2 separate regions of the Mus musculus genome follow, and region 2 is linked to region 1. A link is a contact called in public HiChIP or PLAC-seq data. All regions are on one chromosome and are shown on one strand. Each heading gives the region's core, a stretch centred on a gene start, on an enhancer-like site or on the middle of the called end of the contact. The rest is flanking DNA. Distances are from core to core; before and after follow the strand shown.

Region 1 (6,716 bases), core at 3,233-5,732:
GAAGAAGAGGAAGAGGAGGAGGTTAAGTTAGTTTCCCAAGGTTCTTAGAGCTAAGTTGACCTCCCTGCCTCATCTTGACCCAACCCCAGGTCTGGAAACTCAAAGCTGGAATGATGAAGGCAGAAAGAAGTGAATGGTGGCTAGTTTAGCCCAATATCCTGTGGCCCCTAAGCAGCAATGTTTTTAGAGCAGTCCTCAGGACAGAGAGTACAGGAAATGAGGGGTTGTGAGGTGTGAGCTACTTGCTGCTAATTATAACTGCCACTGTGCATTGAGTACTTGCTACAAGTAGGGCTGTGACTTCTTCCCAGAAGAAGATGCTGAGCGCTTCCCTGCTGATACCTTCTTTCAAGGATCTGCCCTCAGCTGTGCTGGGGAGACACCCTTAATTCACAGATGAGGAAACCATAGTGCAAGGACATCTGACATCTTACCTGATCTCACAAGAATAAAAACCTAGAACCAACAGTCATTCTTTCCAAAAGTCATGTTCTAGAAGAAAAATGAAAACGAAGGGGTTTGCATGGACAAGCCTGCAGGGCCTCCCACAAAGCAATCAACCCTGCCTCACTTCCAGCTAAAATATGGAGTCTCTATGTCAACTCTTCCTTTATGGATAACACCTGTTCATTGACTTGAGCTGTCTCCATTCAAAAACAGGTCAGACTGCATTCTAGGGTTTTGGGCGGTACCAAGAGTATGGAGAGAAGTCATATTCAAGAGTAAGAGAAGTAAGTCAAAGGCATTCTGGCCACGTGGCCATGCCTATCACGTGGTCATGCCCACATGGATCTCTACTGCCCAGGAGGACGCATCCAAGATCCCTCCCCTTTGCATCTAGAGGTGATGATCCCCCATACCAATCAGCATGAGAATTTGCCATAGTTGCTCAGGAGATGGACTGTTCTCAGATGCTGATGTGTTCAAGTTGATGTAAACCCACCCACACCCCCGAGAGTGAAGATTTACTCAGAATTGGTGCACAGACCCTTCTAAAGCCAGGGTCAGTGGGCCAGAGGCACTGGGTAGGAGTGGTCAGACTGCGGCTTAGGCCTTGAGCACTGCGTAGCCCACTTCCTGCATGGGCCTGGTCATGCCACTGCCTCAGGCCTGCTCTGCTAGACACAATCCCAAATAGTTTTTCTTCTTCTTCTTCTTCCTTTATTCAGCAACCACTAGGAAACTGCCACCCCATGGATATGTCTATCACCACTTCTGTGCATATTAGTAAAACCAGGTTCAGCTGAACGGTCTTTATCTGGAAATTTGAAATCTGAAATGTTCCAAATTCCAAGACATTTTTTTGGCCCACCAACATTATGCCATGAATGAAAAGTACATCTGATGTCAACTGACAAGTTAAAAGGCAGATGCCTTGATATATATATATGAAATATCTTCCAGGATATGTGCATACTGTATGCATACAACATAACCAAGTTTCCTTGTTAGGCTTAAGCCTCATCCCCAAGACCATGTTACACATGTGCAAACTATTTCAAAATCCAGGGAGAGTCTGCAACACTTTTGGTCTCAAGCATTTAGGATAAGGGATGCTTTTGTTGTAGTGTCCTCTAGGGTAGGATGTTCATACCAGCCATCAAGGGGCAGCATTGCCTCCCAGAAATTGGCATAGCTTCACTCATCCTTCATTTGGCTCCTTCAACAGGCTCCTTCCCTGCTATAAATCCCCCTGTAATCTCTGGGCCACTTTCCCTTCCTGCTGCCACTGTATGAGGAGAGATGATTCTTCCTGTCCTACTGGGCTCCAGTCTGGCCATGTGGCCTGTTTTGGTCAATGAGTTGTAGGGGAAGTGGTGGCTGCATTTCTGAGTGGAACCTTCTAGAGTCATTATGGAACTCTACTTTCTCATGTTTCAGATGGGTAGAGCTCTGCAGCAACAGTGGAAAGATCCAGTGAAAACATACTCATGTTACTATGTCTTTGAGTGTTTTAATCAGATGTATTCTATAGTACATCCATGCTACTTTGTGTGTAAGCAACTAAAGGTGTAGGGCAGCCTGTTACCACTACAAGCATGGCTTAGCTGACAGAATCAGGATTTTTCAAAGAAGAATCTTTGTAAGGAATCGGGGAAAGAAGCTGGGCAGTGGTGGTGCACACCTTTAATACCAGCATTCAGGAAGCAGAGGCAGGCAGATGTCCGGGTTCAAGGACAGCCTGGTCTACAATGTGAGTTCCAGGATGGCCAGGGGAACACAGAGAAATGCTGTCTGGAAAAAACATAAAAGAAAAAAAAAAAAAGAAACTAGGGAGGGGATTTAAAGTGCCTCAGAGCACAGCTGTGGTCAAAGCAAGACTCACTTTTGGGACACCCCCTGGTTTCCTCCCTCGACTTTGCATGGGGAAACCCAGAAAGCTCCAGTTCTAGGCCTGGGCCCTTCCATTGCCCACTTCCCCTTGAGGGCACCCCACTGAAGTTAGCTTGGCCACAGAGCCTCACGATCACCCTACATGATCTGGATAACTAAGTCCTTCCAGGACTCTCTGAGGAAAGGCACCATCACTATCCCTACCTCACAGGCAGGGAGGCCGGGGGGCCGGAGACATGAAGCGTTTTTGCCCAGTCACACAAGTGGCAAGAGACAGAGGTGAGAGAAACCAAGCTATGACATCAAAGGCACAGAATTCAAAAAGAGGGAGGAGCATGGAACTTAGAGACAGTTGAGGCAGAGAAACAGCCCAGCCAATGCCCTTGCTCTGGCAGCAGACCTCAAAAGAAAGAGGTTTAGGAGCAGCAGAGTAATATAAAGAGAGAACAAAATGAAATACCCAAGCGGTGGGCACCTCTGTGTTTGTGGCCAACGTGTTGGAATAAGGATTGAAGAACCAGCTTACACAAATGGCTTCGGTTTGCATTTTGACTATCTTCAAGGCAAGGCTGAATGCTGAATGCTGAACTTGAAGCCTGAAAATGCATGGAATTCTACCATGTGGCCTGGGAGAAAACCAAGAACCTGGGATGTTAGTGCTCCCATTTCTGAGTAGTCTGGTTTGACCATCTCGGCAGAAATGAAGATTTTTTTTTTTTCCCCTCAGGAGACACTCATGTCCCTTCTCTGGGCTATCACACAATTGAAGTAGTGAATTCTCAGCTAGGACGAGGAGAAGCCTGGGGCCCTGCAGCCAGCTAGAGGAGGATTTATTTCCTGGAAAGAGAGTTCACAGATTTCTGATAACTTGTCAGACAACCTTGCAGGACACACTGGGGTCCAGACAGTGACATGTTGGGCAGAGGGCCATGCCTCCGTCAAGATGGCTTAGTTACGCATGCCTCGTACCCTCCACTTAACCTAAACCCCATCTCAGCATCCCGAAGATGGACTTGTGGAGGATGGTCGCTGGATCTCTCAAGTTGTTCGTCTTCCCACAGCGAGGAGCTCTCCTTTCTCATCCTTACATCATTACGCATCTGCTTCATTTGCCTATTGAGGACAGGTGGCCAAGCCCAGCTCACAGTTCTGGTAATACACATCCATCCATCTTGACAAAACTTCACTCAGCTAAACTTTCACAGCTCCTGGACCTTCTCAGACACCCTTCATATACTGCCTGTTCTAGCAACGACCCCTCTAAGTGTGACAGGAACCTCCACCCTACCTGTCCGACCGTCATTTAGACCCAATCAGGCTTTTCTTGTTTCCCATCCCCTAGAAGAAGGGACAATCTGTCCATCTTCAGCCAGCATCCCATTAGATCTTTCATCCACCTTGCTATAAGTTCCCACCTGTGCAAGCTGAGTCGGGACTGGGCCGGTTCTGCACGTGAGAGCCCAATGGCTGCAATGTTTCTGAACTGAATCTGTCTTAACCCTGCTAACCACCATCTCACACTTACTTGCCTTCATAAGGCTCTGAATTGGAAGTGGGACATGAAATCAAACTCGTGCCCTGGTTTCCAAGGGCTGGGTTGTCTTTAAGGTGCAGAGGCCTAGATGTGATGCCCCAAAGGCAGCAGCCAGCCAGCAGAAAAGGCACATAGGACAAAGGAGCAGAGAAGAATTCCAGACAGCTCCAGGGCCAGCTCCAGTCTCGCCTCTCACCTCTAAAACCCTCAGGCACCCTGCCTTGATCCTGTACTTTCTCCACACGGCCCTGGGCATGCCCCCATCTGAGCAGTTTCCAATCCTAGAGCTAAAACTCACTCGCTCAAGGCATGTGGGTCCCTAAATGTACAGAGGAAACTAAGATGTGGCAGCCTAGTCCTGAAGTCATGACTCTCAGTAAGAGGCAGGGGGATCCCGAAATCCTAGCCCAGCAGTTTGTGCCTACTGGTCAACCTTCTCTTGGGGTCAAAAACACATCCAGCATCATGTGGCCCCAGAGACACCGTGAAGGTCACATTCTCCAGGCCATATGAAAAATGACCCAGGTTCTTGGGGAACAAGAGACAATCCAAACAACCCCACCCTTTCTGAGTCATCAAAGGACACAATGTACTTCAGTGGTTTGGAAAAACCGAAACACTCCCCATCCTCTTTGAGAACCCCACCCCCACCCTGACTCCACAGCCCTTTCCAGATCCACCTCTGTACTCTCATACTAGAGGGCGGGGCAACTCCCAGAATTCCTTAAAATCCTTCTGCTTGGGGCTGGAGAGATGGCTTTGTGGTGGAGAGCACTGGCTGCTCTTCCAGAGGAACCGGGTTCAATTCCCAGCAACCACACAGCAGCTCATACCTGTCTGTAACTCCAGTTCCAGGGCTTCTGACACCCTCACACGCAGGCAAAACACCAATACACATAAAAACAAGTTATATATTAAAAAATCCAGTGGGTCTGCTTCCCTGGGCACATAGTTCACTATATTTCACAGTGTCCCCTGCAGTTAGGTTTGGTCATGTGACAGAGTTCTAGCTAACAAAATATGGGTATAGGAGGTGCCTAGACTCTTTTTTCCAGTCTACACAGTTACCTTGGACCCAACCGTATAATATGGAGGTCACATGCTGAAGATAGCAGAACAGTGGGGTGCCTGCAGGGGGCCTAAGGGAGGCATAGCTGGCCTGTGCTTGGAAATTAGCTTCCTGCAGCTTTAAGTCATTTCTTGGTATTGAGGCAGTTGGCTGATTTCCACCTGGCACATCCCCCAGGACAGTAAAAGCCTTTTCGCTTCTGTCTCCTTATCTTACTTGATATCCTAAGAGGCAGGCGTTGTGTGTTCTTGCCATAGGATGCAGCACCTGTACTACCTAGGGATATACATTCTCGGTGCAGCCCTGGCTCTCCTGGCACTCACTCTGTGGACCAGGCTGGCCTTGAACTCAGAGATCTGCTTGCCTCTTCTTCCTGAGTGCAAGTATTAAAGGCATTTGATACCACTGCCTGGCTTGGGGCACAGGCGTTTTGTTCATGTGGTTTGAGTTACTGGAAAGACCTTCTCCCAGCAGGATGGGGACCTGCCCTACTTTCCTTTTGTAGAAAATCACCCTTTTATTGGACAAACACAAGCACCTTCACACATTCAGAGCCTAACCCTAAAGCCTTCTCCTCTTAGATACCCTCACACAGTAGATATTCTTTGATATTCTTCCCAGTTTAGGGAGGATCTGGACCTGCCCCACCTGACAGGTGCCCCCTGGCAGTAACAGCTGTCATACCACAGAACAAGTGATGCCTGTTAGCCCTGCTCTAGCATAGCCACCCTCTAGCCTGACTGAAAACCCCCTCACCCTAAGGCAAGGACTTCCTTCTTATTCATCTATGTAGGTTCTCAGTGTCTTGAAAAGCAGGCATCCAAGAGTACTTACTGTCATTCTGCTGTTGACCTAGGGTGATAAGCCTCAGGGAACACCCTGGAATTGTTTCTCTGGGTGTGAGCTCATGCCTGGAATAGCCTATGGATTCTTGTCACAGGCTTCTTAGATTTCCAAATCTAACCCGTGAACACATGGCCTTTGAAAGGAGTCAGAAGCTGGTTCAAAACAAGGGAGCCTAGGTCAGAAGAGGTCCAAACTCCATGACGTCTTTAATAGTACAAAGCCACTGTGGAATCCAGGCATGGTGGTATATACCTGTCAGTGGCAGTGGAAAGGCTGAGGTAGGAGGACCATGAGTTCGAGGCCAGCCTGGATTAAAGATCCCCAAACAGGCTCCCCACAAGCCCAGGTCTGTTCTGGTAGCCCTATGAACACCCAGGAGTTTTGCCTTTGGAATTGCTTGCCCATGTGACCCTAACAAAGGCTCTGGGATAGAGATAGGACAGTGACTGTTAGTTTCAGTCGACGGAAGAGAAAGCTGAATTTCAGAGAGACGACACGACACACGGCAAGTCATGGCTTGAGAATGTAGTAATGAGTCACTGGAACCCAGGACCGGACATCTCATTTCCTCCCCTTTCTCTGTCGTCCTTTGTGCTCAGCAAACAAGAGACAACTTGACGATGGCTACGAGGAAGCAAAGCCTACAAGCCGTGAGCAGAGAAAGTGAATAGTAACTGTGACTTGGCTTCATGTTTTGAAACAGGCCTTTTCTGACTGGACACTTTCTAACCTGACACACACTGTGTAGCAGGCCTTCAAGTTGCAGCAAATCTTTCTCCTGCTGTCACCCAAGGGGTAGAATTGCCCATATGTGCCTCTAGGTCTGACAATTTTGATACTTGAGTGATTGGTCAAGTTCTAGTCCATGCAAAGTGGGCACAGGAGACACACCAACATGAGTGTGTCCTCCCAAATCCTTACCTAACCCAAACT
Region 2 (6,331 bases), core at 2,966-5,465, 93 kb before region 1:
GTAGTGGTAGTGGGAACCATAGACAGCAAAGAGGGCATCGCTGTTATTGGCTCAGATGCTAACTGATGTCATTCTTGGCTTTTGGATTGGTGAACTGTAGTAGTTTGCTAAGGGCTACATTGTAAGGTTTGGATAGTCACAAGGATGCTAAGGGCTACATTGTAAGGTTTGGATAGTCACAGGATGTTAGATTAGACACAGGGAAGAACAATGAATGGCTTTCAAAGGGCTAAAAATATCTCAGGTATTTGACTGTAGTCTGCAACATTTTAACTCCATAATCTCGAAGCCAGAAGCCCAATCTTCCTTCGGCCTTGTAGAATCTTTAACTCTTCCCCCTCCCCCCTTTCCCTCCCTCCTCTCCCTGTGCCCCTTCTGGGGAACTTGAGTTTACACTCTTGTTAATATTTTAAGTTCTTGTTAAGTGAATATTTACACTTATACTATAAGTAATTGGAACTGGTGAGATAGCTCAGTGGATGAAGATACTTACTGCTAAGTCAGCCAACTTGAGTGTAAAGTGGAAGGAGAGAACCAACTCCCTAAAGTTGCCCCCTGTGTGGCAGTACATACCCCACCTGCTATGAATAACTTTAAAAATGTAAGTACAGGCTAGGAAGATGGCTCAGTGGATAAGAGCTCTGGCTGCTCTTCTAGAGGTTCTGAGTTCAATTCTCAGCAACCACATGGTGGCTCACAACCATCTAAAACAGTATCTGATGCCCTCTTTTGCATGCAGGCATACATGTAGACAGAGCACTCATACATAAATAAATATGTTTTTAAAAATATAAAAGAAATGTAAATACATTTTACAGTAATAAGTATTTATTATAATAAAAAGGGGCAGTTTAGGAGATTGTTCTGATCTATCCATTACCCAACAAAAAAACTCCTGTTTTATTTATATGTCTGCTTTGTACATTTTCCCACAAACAACTAGGAATGTGTGTTCTTGCACAAATAGTTCAGGGATTGGTGGGATGCTATCTGCATTCTGAGTTGAAAAGTTCTAAGTGTTTTCTGACTTTTGGTTGGCAGTTAGGTAGGGTTAGGAGGTAGGGACAGGACTGCCCACCCCCAGCAGTGACCAAAGGTCTTAGAGGCTTTTTTTTTTTTTTTTTTTTTTTGTCTTTTTATCTCAGTTGTTATCCTCAGCACATTCCTCTGGGCTGATTGGCCAATCCTCTTGAGACCAGGTGATGTTCTCGACCCTTTTTAAATTGACTCTGTCTTTCCTTTCAGTCTTCTGTAGCGGACACGGGGTGCAGAATGACCTGGAGAGTGGCTGTGCTTCTCAGCCTGGTGCTGGGTGCTGGTGCCGTTCCCGTCGGTGTGGACGATCCCGAGGATGGAGGCAAGCACTGGGTGGTGATTGTGGCGGGCTCCAATGGCTGGTATAATTACCGACACCAGGTAAGAAACCCATGCGTTCTTGTCACTGGCTTTGTGCCTACAAAATGGCCATTCCATTTTGGAAGACAGTTTTGCTTTAGTCTCAAGTGGGATTTCCTCACCTTTCCCCAGTGGCGGCCTTTAGAACCAGGCATTAATCCCTTTTTGGGTCTGCACTGTATCACTTGCCTGCCTGTCACAACTCAAAAATCAAAATGCATTTAGATATCACCGCATATCTTGGGGGCTCAAGATTACCAGGTGAGAGCTCTTGTGTTAACACCTTCCCTTCATGTTATAGAAAGGACACGCAGGTCTAGAGAGAGGAGGTGATTTAACTGAGACCATTGACAAGAGGCGAGCAGTGTGGAAGCTCTGGGGAACGGACTCCTGGCCCCTCTGTCCTCCATGCCTCTGTCCCTTTACACCACCTCCTCCCTCCTGGTGTTTCCTGCAAATCAGCTTGTGGAAGTGAGAGAGAAGGGCATAGTTGACAGTCCAGCCTCCTGCTGGGAGGAAGGGGGTAGCCTTGGGGAAGCATCAGTCCTGTGGAAGTTGGAACAGCAAATCTTGCAATCCAAAGATCCCACCCCAAGGTGTGGCCCCCAAAAGGAATGAAAACATGCCTCTGTAAAATCTCCTGCCGGTATCAGCCTCAGGAGCATGATTTGGCCACGGAAAGGATGGAGCAATTACGTGTGCTTCATTATGGACAAACCGTAAGCACGTGCTAAGTAAAAGAAGCCAGTCACAAAGACCAAACAGTTAATAATCCACTAAATGGCACTTCAGATTAGGAAAGTCTACAGGGAAGTGGGGGCTGGGCAGAGGAGAGTCAGAGGAGTTGACTGCTCGTGGAATTAGATCCTGTTGTGGGTAGTGAGAATGTTCTAGAATTAGAAAGTGGTCGTGGTTTTGCGGAGCACTGTATTTAAAAGGCTGACATCCATGTGAATGGTAACACTGTCATTTAAAAAGTTGATTTAGCCGTGCATGGTGGCACACACTTTTAGTCCCAGCACTTGGAGGCAGAGTCAGGCAGATCTCTGAGTTTGATGCCAGCCTGGTCTATGGAACAGAGCTAGCTAAAAGGTTGATTTTTCATGCCAGGTACCTAGATTATCACAGGATCATATTGCAGGCTCTCCTTAGAGCATTGAGAGCCTTTACTCCTTACCACTGGGCAGTGTGGAGCTGGACCTGTTCTTACCTCTCTTTATCTACCAGCACTTGGATGGAGGTCTGGGGAGGCCAGCAGTTTGCCCAGTGTGGTGGAGCTGTAAGCAGCACAAGGAGGGGGTGGGGTAGGATCCAGACCCAGCCAGCTGGCTTGAGAGCCACCTAATCCAGTAAGAGCAGCGTGAGTCATGGAAACGTTTCTAGCAGCCACATTTGAAAAAGCTTAAAATATGTAGGAGGGGCCACGGAGAGAGAGTCTGTTCAGTTAAATGCCCGCTGCGCACGAGGACCTGAGGTCAACTCCTAGGAAAACACCAAGGAACAATGCTGTCTGCTGGAATCCCAGTTCTGTATATGGAGGTGGAAATAGCTGGCTCCCTGGACTCCCTGGCCAGCCAGCCTAGTCTACCTGATAAGCTCCAGGCCAGTAAGAGACCATCTCGAAGGTGGAGTATTGGGGGCCAGGCTGGAGAAGGAGGGAGGCCAGTGGTTAACAGCACTTGCTATTCTTTTGGAGGACCTGGGTTTGGGTCTCAGCTTCCATATCAAGCAGCTCATAGCCTCCTCTAACTCCAGCTCCAGGGGACCTGATGCCCACTCGGGACTTGGGAAACTGCATGCACACATGCAGACATACATATACACAAACAAGAATAAAGTGGCTAGCACCTGTCTTAGCCACTGTTCTGTTGCTGTGAAGAGACACGATCAAAGCAACTCTTATAAAAGAAAGCATTTAATTGGGGACTTCTTATGTATATTTTCTGGGTATAATTTCAGAGGGTTAGTTCTTTATTGTGTCAGGCAGCGTGGTCTGGATGCAGCAGGTAGAGAGTTGCTGGGCCTGGTGTGGGCTTTTGAAACCTGGAAGCCCACCCCTAGTGACACACATATTCCAAGTAGGCCATATCCCCTAATCTGTCCAATTAGGTCACCAACTGGGAACCAGGCTTGCAAATATACGAGACGGATGGGGGCCATTCTCATGTAAACCTCCACAGCACCCAAGGAGCAGACACCCCAGATTGTTCTTTTGCCTCCACATTCACACACACACACACACACACACACCTATACACAATATAAACACATACATGCACCTATACACAATATAAACACACACACATTTACAAACAATAATACACACCCTTATACACAAAATAAACACACACACCCTTATATACAATATAAACACACACTTACACACAACATAAACACATACACATCCCTATACACAATGTAAGCACACATACACACTTATCTACAGTATAAACACATACCTAATCACAAATGTATAAACACAGAAAAATATTTAGGAAATTAATTTTGACATCTTGTTTAAACCAGAAGTCCAAATGAATATCAATTCATCATGTAATTAATATCGAAATTACCACTGAGATAGCCTGTATCCTTTAACAAAAAGTTTCATTACATTTATTTATGTATGCATGAATGTGTGTATGTGTGTGGGTACAAGCCTATTACGACACGTGTGTTGAGGTCAGATGATAAACTTGGCAGGTGTTGATTCTCTCAATCTGCCATGTGGGTCTCAGGGGTCAATCTCAGGTTGTCAGACTTGGCAGCAAGTACCTTTATCAGTAGAGCCACCTTGCTGGCCCCTATATCCTTTTTAGTATGTACATGATCCCAGGGTGTGTCAGTTTAGATTATCCACGATGCATGTTGTTTGGCTGCTGAACAGCCAGTGACCAGCTGTTGGGAGGTTGGCACAAATGGAGCTGTGTCCCTGTGAGTGTCGGGGTGCTTGGCTTCCATATCATCAAGGGTTGGCTTTGGTGAAGTTCTGACTCATCTTGAGTGGCCTCTGTGTGCTGGTCCAGAAAGGAAATTTAGCCCGATTAAGAGCTGTTATCATAACTGATTGCTTTTCCTTTGAGTGAAAAGATAAGTTAAGCCCCGAGACCACAGGCAGCAAGTATGCTGGCTCATCAGCCACTTGGTTTTTATACAACCAACGTAGGAAAATACAGTGGCTAAACATTACCTGGAGGTTAAATCATTCACGGACTCTCCCTTGATCCTGTGCAGGTTTTAACTGGATGTATTTATAGGGGCATGAGGTTCTTTAGGACTGATAGATTTGGCAGGCCTCAAACCCAAGATATCCTCCCGCCTCTGCTGAGACTAAAGCTGTGCGAGCGCCACCAGGCCCGGCATCTCCTCAGTGTTTTAAATAGCAAGTGTGGAGAGTCCTAGGATGGCCAGTTAAACTCAGGCCATTTGACTCAAACCCATGTTTTCAGTTTTGAGGTCCTGTCTCCAGACAAGTACTGGTTGTTACGAAATGGTTATTACCACAGCTCCAGGTTTTTAGGGTCACGGGGCATGCAAATAACGAGGGAAGGACCACCAAAGTCAGAAATAAACTAAAAGCAACTTTATTCACTGTGAGGGGGTTGGTGGTGGCTGGCGCTTCTAATGGATAGGATCTTGGTCAGTCTAGGGAGATGACACAATGACCTTGAAAGGGTGCGAGCAGTCTCCTTTGAAGCATAAATCCATGGGCAGGGGATAATAAAGGAGTTTGTATGCTGAGGGTTAGTTCTGCAGCCCAGGATGTGGTGAATAGCAGGACGGTGGTACAGGCTCAATGCCAGGGGCCAGCCTCAGCTTGGTCTGGGTGTCTGAGAGTGGCAAAAACAAAAGACTCAAGTCAAATCCTGTGTCCAAGCTGGCGGCCTATGTTCTGCTCCAGATGGCTGCCTAGATAGCTCTCTGTAGACAGTTCTTGGCTTTGTAGTCTGCTCAAGACAGCTTTTCAGACCCCCCTCCCTCTGTGTGTGTGTCTCTCTCTCTCTCTCTCTGTGTGTGTGTGTGTGTGAGAGAGAGAGAGAGAGAGAGAGAGATCTGCTCTAGATAGCTTTTTCTTCTATTCTAAAAAACTCTGGTTGAGACAGCTAAGTTTCTGCTTGAGACAGCTTTCTCTCTGCTAGTAAAAATTCTAAAAGCTCTCTGGATAGCTGATAGGTCTTCTGATCAAGTCAAAAATCCTGTTAGAAAAATTCTAAAAGTAATTCTTTCTAATCAAAGTCAGAAAGCCAGAAAAAAAAATCATAAAGAGCTGGGGTTGCTCTTCAGAAAGCCTTCTTTGGATAGGTGCTAGACAGCATTCTACAAGAGCTGTGTCAGCTCTCTAGTAATTCTTGGGATTTCAGAAATCCTGTCAGAAAAAATTCTAAAAGAGCTGAGTTTGCTCTTCATGGATTTTCTTGACTAAAATCAGCAATCCTGTTAGAAAAAAAAAAAATTCTTGAAGAGAGCTGTGTTTGCTCTCCAGAGATCTTCAGATAGCTCAGCTCTGGCAAAAAAACCAAAACCAAAACCAACCCCCCCCCCCCCATCAGTTTCTGCCGGCTCATCTCATGCAGACCAAAGCCCACATTTTATTTACATATCAATTCAGTTATTCCAGGTTCCCTCTTGACCCTCTCATGAATAAGCATTCTATGACTCTAGCCTCTTGCTCTTTTATTGTTTGTTTGTTTGTTTTGAGACAGGATTTCTCTGTGTCACACTGGCTGTCCTGGAACTCACTCTGTAGACCAGGCTGGCCTTGAACTCAGAAATCCACCTGCCTCTGCCTCCCAAGTGCTGGGATTAAAGGGGTGCGCCACCACTGCCCTGCTAGCCTCTTGATTCTTAAGAAGAGACAGCAAACATAAGCACAGACAGTAAGATGCTGGGTGGGACCCTGCCCGGGAATCACCATTTTAACCATGCTTGGACCTAA

Evidence for each region. HiChIP or PLAC-seq counts read pairs in DNA pulled down with a chosen protein or histone mark.
Region 2: an H3K27ac HiChIP or PLAC-seq map of extraembryonic endoderm stem cells shows a contact between it and region 1. The contact joins two enhancer-like sites. A contact is called at or near these places in 1 of 115 datasets of contacts at active chromatin or transcription factors (extraembryonic endoderm stem cells) and 3 of 9 other capture datasets (adipose tissue, liver and pancreatic islet).

Annotation. Positions count from the first base shown.
Region 1 is chr12:102,326,042-102,332,757 of GRCm38.p6, reverse strand. All of the region lies in intron 3 of Rin3 (Ras and Rab interactor 3), which reads right to left. Among named protein-coding and RNA genes, the nearest start is that of Rin3, 46 kb to the right of the region's middle. Within about 2 kb of position 4,482, at least 30 of the 459 cell types and tissues checked have an H3K27ac peak or open chromatin away from gene starts, as enhancers often do. A contact at or near this core is called in extraembryonic endoderm stem cells, where this site is marked.
Region 2 is chr12:102,418,670-102,425,000 of GRCm38.p6, reverse strand. Lgmn (legumain) reads left to right here. Exons shown (of 14, transcript NM_011175.4): 2 at 1,246-1,416. The coding sequence starts at 1,273. Among named protein-coding and RNA genes, the nearest start is that of Lgmn, 18 kb to the left of the region's middle. Within about 2 kb of position 4,215, at least 80 of the 459 cell types and tissues checked have an H3K27ac peak or open chromatin away from gene starts, as enhancers often do. A contact at or near this core is called in extraembryonic endoderm stem cells, where this site is marked.